Regions from separate parts of the Rattus norvegicus genome. Here region 2 is linked to region 1. The links are chromatin contacts, called in public Hi-C maps. All regions are on one chromosome and are shown on one strand. Each heading gives the region's core, a stretch centred on a gene start, on an enhancer-like site or on the middle of the called end of the contact. The rest is flanking DNA. Distances are from core to core; before and after follow the strand shown. Region 1 holds the start of Vcan (versican). Region 2 holds the start of Xrcc4 (X-ray repair cross complementing 4).

What was found. Hi-C and Micro-C count contacts between places; a contact is called where the count stands out from the background.
Region 2: a Hi-C map of the A7r5 cell line shows a contact between it and region 1, with 4 times the contacts expected there. The contact joins the promoter of Xrcc4 here to the promoter of Vcan in region 1. A contact is called at or near these places in 3 of 12 Hi-C or Micro-C datasets (the A7r5 cell line, Schwann cells and mammary epithelial cells) and 1 of 1 datasets of contacts at active chromatin or transcription factors (oligodendrocytes).

The regions. Positions count from the first base shown.
Region 1 is chr2:22,593,158-22,598,354 of GRCr8, reverse strand. Vcan (versican) reads left to right here and starts at 2,498. Exons shown (of 15, transcript NM_001170558.1): 1 at 2,498-2,771.
Region 2 is chr2:22,930,658-22,935,854 of GRCr8, reverse strand. Xrcc4 (X-ray repair cross complementing 4) reads left to right here and starts at 3,042. Exons shown (of 8, transcript NM_001006999.1): 1 at 3,042-3,060. Tmem167a (transmembrane protein 167A) reads right to left here and starts at 2,828. Exons shown (of 4, transcript NM_001399682.1): 1 at 2,769-2,828. The coding sequence starts at 2,771.

The sequences.
Region 1 (5,197 bases), core at 1,249-3,748:
TTTCAGGTAGCCAAAGGAGAGGATCAACCTTGGGGAAAGAAAGTAGATATTAAGCTATGTATCACTGTGTTATTGGACAGCTTTAGAAGGTATTTAGTTTTCTAAATAATAACTTCGGAGTCAAGGAAGTGGCAAGGCTTGCGGTTAAAGCTCGTCACTGCTGTCCATCCCTTAGTGAGTTGACCCTGCCTAAAAAAGTGTTTTTTTTCACTGTACACCACTTGTCTATAGATGACATGAGGGAGGGACTGTGACTGTTAGCCAGCTAAGGAAATAAAGTTTAAAAAAGGAGACAAAGTAGAACAAACACAGTGCACAAGATATAGTATCCAATGAAAACGATTCCGAGCAATGACTTTTTATGATGCCCCATCACGGGTACATATTTGCAGTAAATACTGATCATTAGCATGACAGGGAAACAGATACCAATCTATTAATAGTTGCTGGGTTCTGCCCTACGTCTTTGTAGACTTGTTTATTCACGTGTATTCTGAAGGGAGAGCAGGGTAACAGAGTTGATAAGCTCTTAGGCCAATGATCTGTCACAACGTAGCCTTGGGCAAACCACTTAACTGTAAAACTCAAACTAGGTCCACTTGAATTTAAGAATTAGATAATAACAACAACTTGAAGCATTTCGGAGAGAAATCTATCCATCCCAATGCCTGGACTATAAATTCCAGTGGAAATTCATTTTATTTTACTTTTCTTCTTTCTGAATGGATTCCTGCTAGTTCAAAAGTTGTGTTCTGATAAGCATCCCTGGTCTGTGTAAGCTTGGGTGAGTCACTTTTGGTACCTGCTTGTGCTGGTGTGTTAAATGCAGGGGCTGAAGTCTGTTGTCAAGATGTGGCTTCCACTCTAAACAATAAGTAGGATGAGATTTCAATTTTAGTAATGGCAGCATAATCATTGCATAAAGGTTAAGCCAAACTGATTTCTAAATGGCCCATAGCATAGTTATGTCGCTCATTCTTGTGAGTGCTGCCTTAAAGGGTACATGAAATACACATCCGATATGAAATTATATTGACAAATCTACCACAAGTTTGTCACTTAAGATCTATCATTATATTGGATCTATAAACCTTTGGGGAAAAAATCCACATGCTGAGGAGTCTAGGTTATGAGTTTACAACTGTGGTTGTAGCCAATCTAATTAAAGAAATCCAGAGTAAAGACAAACTTTCTGCGTTAATCACTACCGTTTCTCAAGCCCTGTGCTTGATGTAATTTTCTAAGCAAAACATCCAGAGCCAATAATTACAAGGATATTTCCATATTGGTGTAGGAGGAGAAGTTTGTAATTGTTTCAGTACCCGGAGAGTTACTTTGACATGTCTTTCGAACTTACTTTGTCCTCTCTGCATAAAATCATACTAGACTTCAAAGTAACAGAAAATTCAAAGTCACCCTTTTCTGAGGGGCAGAAATCCTTTGTATTAACTGTTTGACCCTTTGCTCTTTAAGGCCCTAATGGAGTCTTTTGTGATTCAGTGAAGGGTATGCTTCTCTATATTGATGTTGTTTACATCTATGGACAAGCCTGAGTAGGAAAAAAAATGCGAACATGAAAGATTCGGTTTACTGACAAAATGGAAACATTGATAAGTCTAAGAAATCTGAATTAGGCAGAAAATTCTCCAAGAGATCCTGTGACAGAGGGGTGGAAGAAGGAAGGAAGCGAAGTACATTTAAGGAAAGATGCGGATTTGTGTCAGAGAAAGGATTCTCTTTGAATGGGACAAGGGGTTGCCTGGGGGGATTTCCTGTCCAGTCCTTTATTGCCAGGGTCTTTGTGTAGGGCCTGATGCCGCGGGCTCCCCATTGGGCAGTTTCCTAGGGAGAGCAGCCACGAAATGCTTTTGCGTCTCCCTGGGGCTCGGATCTCACTTTCTCAGTATCTCTTTCAGGTTGGCAGGAGCGTTGATCCTGACACCTCTTCTGGTGGGATGAACAAGCTCCGTGGTCACAAAAACACATTATATGCAAGTTCTTGGCTGATTTTATATAGTCCGGTCCGCTACTAAGAACTGACCATACTTAATTGCTCCATGCTTGCGGGCCGCACCAGAGGCTGGGGACTCCCTCCCCCTAATTCAGAAGTAGCAGCGCAGGGCGGGGAAGAGGGGGGTCGGGTGGGGAAGGCTGGGAAGGCAGTTGTTTAAGACTGCACAGCGAGGTGGTACCGAGTCGCCGAATGAGGAGCACGGATTTCCCCCCCAGCCGATTGGTACTTCTCATCAGGAAGAAAAGCTGAGAGGTGGGAGTGCCTGGCGAGGGAGGCAGGCGGTCCCTACCGCAGGCTCTGGGAGCTCCTTTCCGCCCCTCCGCCTGTTTCCAAGCCAGGGCTCTTTGGAGTGGCTGGAGCTGCAGAGCGCTTCAGGAGCCTGTGAATGAACCCTCCTCCTCTCCCTCCTCCTTCTTGCTGAGTCTCCTCCTCAGCTCTGACGGTACAGTGATATAATGACGGTGGGTGTCACAACCCGCATTTGAACTTGCAGGCGAGCTGCCCCGAGCCTTTCTGGGTGAAGAACTCAAGGCGCGCGGGCGCAGCAGCTGCGAGCATTAGGTGCTGAGGACCGGCGCCGGAACCGGGATCAGCCGCGAGCTGCGCATCCTCCCTCCTCTCCAGCTCTGTCCCGCACTCGCCGCATCCTTCCCCAGGCCACCGCGCTTCCTATGTGATCTGCCGGGGCAACGCGGAGCCCATTCTCACAGCTCAGCAGTGAATCTCCCCCCCAAACTGCAGTAAGCCGCCTTTCAAGGTAATCACATTTCTTTTGTTCCCCCATTTAAAAGAAAGGGAGGAAAACTTGTTGGGAAACGAAAACCGCCCAGCTTAGTGGGGGGAAAAGACGTACATTACAATCGGAGGAGGGCTTTAATTAAAGCCAAGAGGACTAGCCCTAAGGAGAAGTTAAGAAAATGTTCGCACTTTGAAACGTGAAGGTAACTTTGAAAGAGGCTTGTTAAAGAGAGGAATTCAGATAGACCCTGGTGCTGAAAAATCTCTAGACAAAAGAAGTCCGGGGTGGGGTAGAGGAAAAGAACGAACGGAATAGGGGGGAAGGAGTTTTGTAGAGAAATCCTAGAAAAGTCCTGCTATCTGGAGTTTGAAGAATGGGAGGGACTCCTCACACCTTGATTTTTGTTGTCTTTAAACTGGTCGAGGCAAAAGTTTGAATGGAGACTCCCCAAACTTGTCCAAATACAAGCCCCTGAAACCACCTTAGGGCAGACCACCTGGCTTCCTGGCTCCTGGTGTGTGGTCAGTATCTCTGGTTCCTGGAAAGCCACCCCTGGGCAGCTCTTGACAAGGTAGCGAGGTACTTTAGCTGCCCCGGACCTGCGCGGACAAGACCGTTCCTCCCCACACCCCACCCCTCAGGCAATGTGGAGGGTTATCTGGCAGGGGTTGGGCTGGGTCCTGGGGCTGCGTTTCTTTGATGACTTGGGGGCTGTCAAAGCTCTCTCGCGTTGCCCCTGTGTTCTTTTGTCCTGCGCGTGGTGCGCCCGAGCCAGCAGGGAAGGCGCAATGGATGGGGGTGGGGTTGTTGGAACACCGTAGAGGTCTGGGAGGCTCCTGGGCGGGAAAGCTTTCCCCGAACCGGAGGGGTGTGCAGTATTTCCCCCCTCGCTCTGGAAAGCGAAATGAGGACTTGTCCCCCGATCTTTACCAGCAAACCAGGACCCAGAGACTTTCCAGACAAAGGTGGCGTGGGGACCCGAGTTGGGGACCAATTGGTCTAGTCTTCTCGCCTGGATTACAGCAGTCCCCAGTTCCCTTCTGTATCTTCTCCCGCTCCCATTTCTCCACTTGAGTTGAGCAACTTTACCCACTAGCGGAGAGTGCGTGCCGGTTTTCCCCGGGGACACCCTGGCTGAGAGAGTCCTAGTGCCACGAGTAGGCGTGGGCACTGCAGAGACTTCTCTAATGCCCGCAGACCCGGGACATCCCGGTTGTCTCGGTTTGTTCTCGGTGTCAATGGGCGTGGACCGCTCAGGGGTTAGACAGAAGAAATAGTGGAAAGAAAATCATGTCATAGCCTAAACTATTTGCTCTCGGATCCAACTACGTTCGCCTCCGCATGTCCTGCGCGTTCTCGGGATCCGGAGGCAAGGGGAAGAAATGTCCCCCGAGGCTGTAGGGCTGTACCGCTGCAAGTACGCCCGCAGTGGAGACTCGCTCTCCGTGTCCCCTCATCTTTGTGTCTCTTTCTCTGGCTCCATCTTCTCTGTCTTCTCTCGTCCCTTTCTACCTCCTCTCCGCTTTTGCGTCCCCTCCCCCACGGCTGACAAATGAATGGCTAGTGTGAAATCCCTTCCTTCTCTGTCCAAGGAGGCAGGCCCAGAGGGAGGAGCAAGGGGTGGGGGGCGGTGCGCTCCTTAAGATCTGCTTGCAGTTGGGTGTTTCGGACTAGCAGAACCCAGATGTCTAGGAATATGGAGTTTTGTAGTAGGTGTGGGCTCCCCCTGATGGAGAAATTCAGCACAAGCGGAAAACCGGGCCAGAAAACCACTTTCATATCCTTTGCTTCAAAGAGAGGAAAGCGGAGCTCTCTTTTAATAGTTTTCCACTTCAGAATCTGGGAAGTGAATCTTGGGGTTTGGAGGAGACAAAAAGAAGGGAATTTAGCCGTCCCCAAAACACGGGCTCCTTTTTTTCCATCCGCCTGGCTTCCCGTGGCGCTCTAGAAGGCGCCTGCTGCTGGGTGGACTAACAACGCGGGCGACAGAGTCGGTCAGGTCTGTGGTTTCCTGACGTGCAATTTGCTCATCTTTAAGAAAAGTAATAAAGGGACTTGCTTTGGCAAATTTAGCTAGGGTCCTCGAACACAATGCTAGGGCTCTGTTCCAGGCGATTGCAAAAGAACCCCCCATTCCTCATCCAAAACTTAACTTCCTCAACACCAGGACAAGCATTGCACGTGGAAAGTGGGGAGAAGGCGGGCGCCTAAAGGCAGAGGAAAGGAGTTTTTCCACTTGGGAAAAATGGGACAAAGGAGGGTAGGCGGAAAGAGAAAGGAAAGAAAGGGAAACAGATGGATGCAATAGCCAGGAGCCGGAAGAACTGGTTTCAAAATTTTGGTCTCACTTTCGTGTCTGTTAAGCTGAAAACGATAGCGAGCGCATCCCTGCCTGGTGCTGGCCTGGGAAGGAACTACAGAAGCAAAGGTGGTCCGGCCCCGCC
Region 2 (5,197 bases), core at 1,793-4,292, 340 kb before region 1:
ACACTAATTACAAGTGACCAAAACTGACTGAACACATAACCTGTCTTTCAGGACCAGAGTCTATTACACATTCTGGATTACCTAAAACATAAATTTATCGTTGAATAAATGAACTTTTCTTGTCAGCTGCATCTGATCTAACTGGTCCTGTTTCACAAGTGTATAAAGACCTTATCTACTTACAGTTCACTACAGAACTTTGGTTATGAGTCAAGTTCAGAGTTCAGAACTCTCTTGCAGTCTCAGTAGTTATCTAGTCCAAAGGTGGGACCAGTACTTGATTAGTAGTTTTTAAAAAATGAATTCTCTATATACCTTGACAAAATGATTAAAAAGATACCCTGAAGGGAAAAAAGCAAATCCTACATGAAAAAAATGTGCTTTGCGATCAAGAAAAAAAAATAAATAAAATATAGGTTGTTTGATACAAGAGAAAAACTAAATACTGGGTACCTGACATGTAATCCCTGGTTACTCACTAGAATCATTCAATGCTTTAAAAAACAATCCTCAAAATTTAGACTGAAACTATAAAGAAACTACAATCTTTATTTATTGCTCTTAAGCACTCTGAGAGAAGATCAATAATATATTCACATTACCTTATCCTATTAACCTTATACAAGGGTTTTCAGAGTGAAGTTCATGGAACACTTTCATAACGTCATATTTATTTTTATTATGCTAAAGACACATGCTTTTCTACTGTCATTTTTACTCCTAATAAAACAAAAATTATGGTAAAAAATGTGTCATTTTAACTTTACTCTCGCAAACCTTTCTTGGATTTCCTGTGTGATGAATGGCACCTTTGACTAGGTGAAAGGACAGAATATAATGACAAACAGAGCTGCTAAGATTAATCCGTACCTTATAATCAATATTATTTTGGGCACTTCACTTAATATTTTACACATGTAACTCATGGCCAGTAACAACCGTAATGAAACACTGCATACAGCTTTTTTCCTTACAACACTTAAAAAAAGTAAAACAGATTTAATACTTTCACACATCCTTCCAAAGCCATTCTATACATACAAGAATACAAAGAATTTTCCCTCTAACCTTCCATTTCCAGTTACACACCCGCAAATTCAACAGATCATAGATTTAAAAATCTGGAGCAGAAACCGGCACATCTGCCGTGAACACACCACCACTTTTCTGGTTAGCCTTTCAGAGAGAGACACATAAGCTAAACCTGAGGCCTGGCTGTACTTACCAGGTGTGTTATCCTAGGCAAATCAGGCCCCTACTTTCCACTTTCTTTACCAGCAAGTATCTCAGAAGTCAGGAGTTTAAAGCAAAACGCTTAGAAACTGCATCTTTAAAATAGAACTTGTACATAACAAGTACTAATAACTAAAGCTTGTTATTTTTGGAACAAGTTAAAATACTGCCCATTTTAAATTAACTTGATTTTTCCTAAGTAGGAGAGGATGAAACATGTACCTTTGACTCCTTCTAAGAGCAAAGTGATTCTATTTGTTTCTAGGTAATTAGGCAAGAAAGCAATTTTTCAAGTTTCCTAACAGCTTATTAACAGCATCTTTTTGACCAAGTATATATTATTCTGCAGTAGAGAGAAAAAAAAAGGTTACAATGGATAATAAAATCCTTACCCAGAGAACAAATATATACAACAAACATATAAAGGCTACCTCCTTTACAAGGTGCTAATCTTGCGCAGGAAGGAAATTCCAACATATGATTAAATATAAATGCCTACACGTACATCACTGTCAAGAAAGCAGGAAGGACTACTTGAGCTTTTGATCAAGGCTATAGGAGATTCTCAAGACACTTCTGGGAACTCAAATTCAGTATCTTCTTACTGTACAGTGTGGTGTCTAGTGGGGGCGGGGGCGTCCTGGCTGTTTTTGAGATAATACAAACATGCTTTCTCTAGAAATATGGTTATAAATAGCTTCTAAACTCACCAAAGTGGCAGTGCAGGGAGATCTGGCATTTACCCTAACACTGATAAGATGCACAAAGTTTTAATGATTTATTACTAATGTCTACTTTTATCTATGCCCTGGCCACAGGGACTTTCTCTTCCTTGTCCTGACCTTTGCTGCTGTTTGTGATTTACAGTGCAAGCCTTCTGAGGTCTACACTATTAAAGAATTCATAACACCACACATAGGAACTCCCAATGAGGGTGGTGGTTAAGCTCCTACAAGGCAGACACACCTTGGTAGGAAAAGTGAAACCATTAAAAACCTTCCTTTACAAAGAAGCGTCATTAGAATTGAAAGAACAATGAGGGAGGGGCTCTACCTCAACATTGCTTCAACAGGTAAAACGGAAAGGGTAGGATTAGTGTTAAGAAAAGCGACAATCCATTCATTACTATTTAAAGATACAGGTTGGGGTGACACACGTAACACATAACAAAGGGGAAAAGTGGAAACGGGGAATCCAGCATTTTCAAAGTGGATATCATCCGTACAGATATTTGTAACTGGTCGCAATCGGTTTAGTGGAATACCACCGCAATTCCACTAAACAACGTAGCAAGTCGGCCTCTTTGCGAGGGGCCGACTCCATCACCCGGGCTCTTCCTAGGTCTGTTGGCCTGATGCTCCAAGTTGAGCATCCCGGGCCGCATGACTCCCGGGCTGTGCACCCTCGGGTCCCGGGAGAATCACACTAGAGCCAGGGCTCCCGCGCCCCACAGCGCCCGCACCATCCCCGCCGCCCCGCGCGAGCCGCGGCCCCTCCGAGAAACTCAACCGCGGCCAGGCAGCGCATGTTCTTACCATAGTGAGGCCGGTGCTGGTCCAGCCACATCACCCTTCCGGGCCGGGGCGGAAGAGGATGCACGCCCGCTGCGCTTCCCGCTCGCTCCAGCGGTCCGGTTGGGCCTATCGCAGTGCCTCCGCCCATGCCGCGCCATTCGGAGTCCGTGATAGGCTTCTGTTACCGGAAGAGGTGGGGCTTGGTCTACTACTTACAAACCACGGTATTAGCGGATTCTCTCATTGGGCGCCCAGGTTTAAAGCTGGGTGTCCACAATTTTTTTTAAAAGACCGGAAGTGGAGTCACTGAGAGGTAGGGCCCGGAAGTGGCTGTGGTGTCTTTCCACTAGCAGTGCTATTTTTCTTGCGCTTTCCTCGTCTTTTCTTTCTATGTCAACCTCCTGTAGTTCTCGGATCTTAGCTTTAAAGCTGCTCTGTGCGTGTTTTTCACCCGGTCTGTGACCCCTGAGCCTTTTGTTTGTGGATATCAGATTTCCCCAAGGTGAGCACCTGTTGGGCTCCCTCCTAACTTTCTCTTTTTGTGTCTCGTGGAATTTTCAGTAGTGAGAGGCTCATTGGAAATAGGCCGTGTTGCTGTGTGATGTAGATTTGTATTCAGAAGGCTGCGTTCTATATGATGATCCACCACCCCCTCCCACCACCCAATACTGGACTTTGCTGGCCCCCCTCCCTTTTGGACACTCTGAATCCGGGTCTTAGTTAGACATTCTAGGCCCTGGGCAGAGGGAAAGAACTCTGGTAGCTACTGGAAAGGAATGGCCCATTCCTAAGGGGAAGAATTGGCTAGTATAAAACCACTGGGTGAGACACTCTTTCACTTCTGGTTTTCTTTATGAGTTTTGTAGATACGAGGAAGGTGTAATCTGATGTGTTCAATTTTATATGAGTTCTTGGAATGATTCTGAAGTCCATCACTTTCCTCACTGTTCCTAGTATATCAAAATTATGTGTTTAAATAATTGCCCCCCCTCCCGCAATATGGTTCTAGTTTTTATTCAGAATGTTACCCAATGTTACATAATGACCTAAAAGATAAATAGAAAACATTAGTGAAGGACACTGATGTGACATGCTGATTTCTGAGCTCTATTTAGCTGAATCATGAGAATCCAGCGCTTATGGCATCACAATATTTTTACTCAGTGCTATGTTATATGTGATTGTTGTTTATTACTGCATGGCATCCAAGATTTTGCTTGAAATCATAACATCATTTTTAAAATCAGGTATACTCAATTGCTATATTCGTTGGTCCAATACTCAAAGTAAGGATCTGCATCTGAGTGGTATCAGCAGACTGTAGAAGAAGAAGGGATGTTTCTTTGAGTATTTTAGTGGGGGGCTGGAGATTAGTCCAATAGGAAATGATTGTCATTGAATAATCTCAAAAATAGTATTTAAGTTAACTAAACATAAATGTTCCAATGTAGTTGTAGAAAATATGTACTTCAGCTCCGTTTGACACTTAAGGTTGACCTTTCTTCATGAGGCTATGCTTCAGGCTCTAGTAAAGAGAAAGGGAGGCTAAGGTTGTTGAAGATAGCAATTGGTTTGTTGTACTTATGGATAATTTAGGCCATAGTTTCTTATATATCTCAGTTTCTGAATAGTAGCAAATAACTTGTTAATTGTTGAGATATTCATAGAAGTACATGGTATCAGGAGGTAAAGTTGGACATGTGTGTATATTATTTATGATATTCATGTAACATAGCAAATTAATCTAACAGTAAGACCTGTGGGGGCAGCTGCATGGCGATTAGGCACACGGAACCCTTGATTTTGAATTTTGTTGCAAGTGAATGATAATCACAATTTCAAATAATTTTTCTTTATTTCCTCTTCTGGTAGCTCTGCTGTGATTTTCATTTCTAATCATCATGAGACATTTTCCTGCTAACAGTAGAAATTGACTATGTTACTCCATTATGTAAACATTGTCTTCTCTGCATGTGGAGGAATGTTTTCAATCTTCATGTCATGATATCCACAAAGTTGTATATAAAATGAGAAATTTATAGTTCTCTGTAAAAGTGTGGTTAGCTTTCCTCACTGTTTTGGGGATTAAATGAATAAATGCATATAAATAATTAATTGATAAATAGTGCTATAGTGTTCATTCAATTTTCATCCTTGGGTGGAGGGCTAATGATTGAAAATGTTTTGATTGTTAGATGTTGTTTTAGTTAGGGTTTTACTGCTGTGAGCAGACACCATGACCAAGGCAACTCTTATCAGGACAACATTTAACTGGGGCTGACTTACAGGTTCAGAGGTTCAGTCCATTATCATCAAGGAGGGAACATGGCAGCATCCAGGCAGGCATGGTGCAGGAGGAGCTGAGTTCTACATCTTCACCCGAAGGAAGCCAGGAACAGATTGAGCATCCTCAGGCAGTTAGGAGGAGGGTCTCCAAGCCCACCCCACAG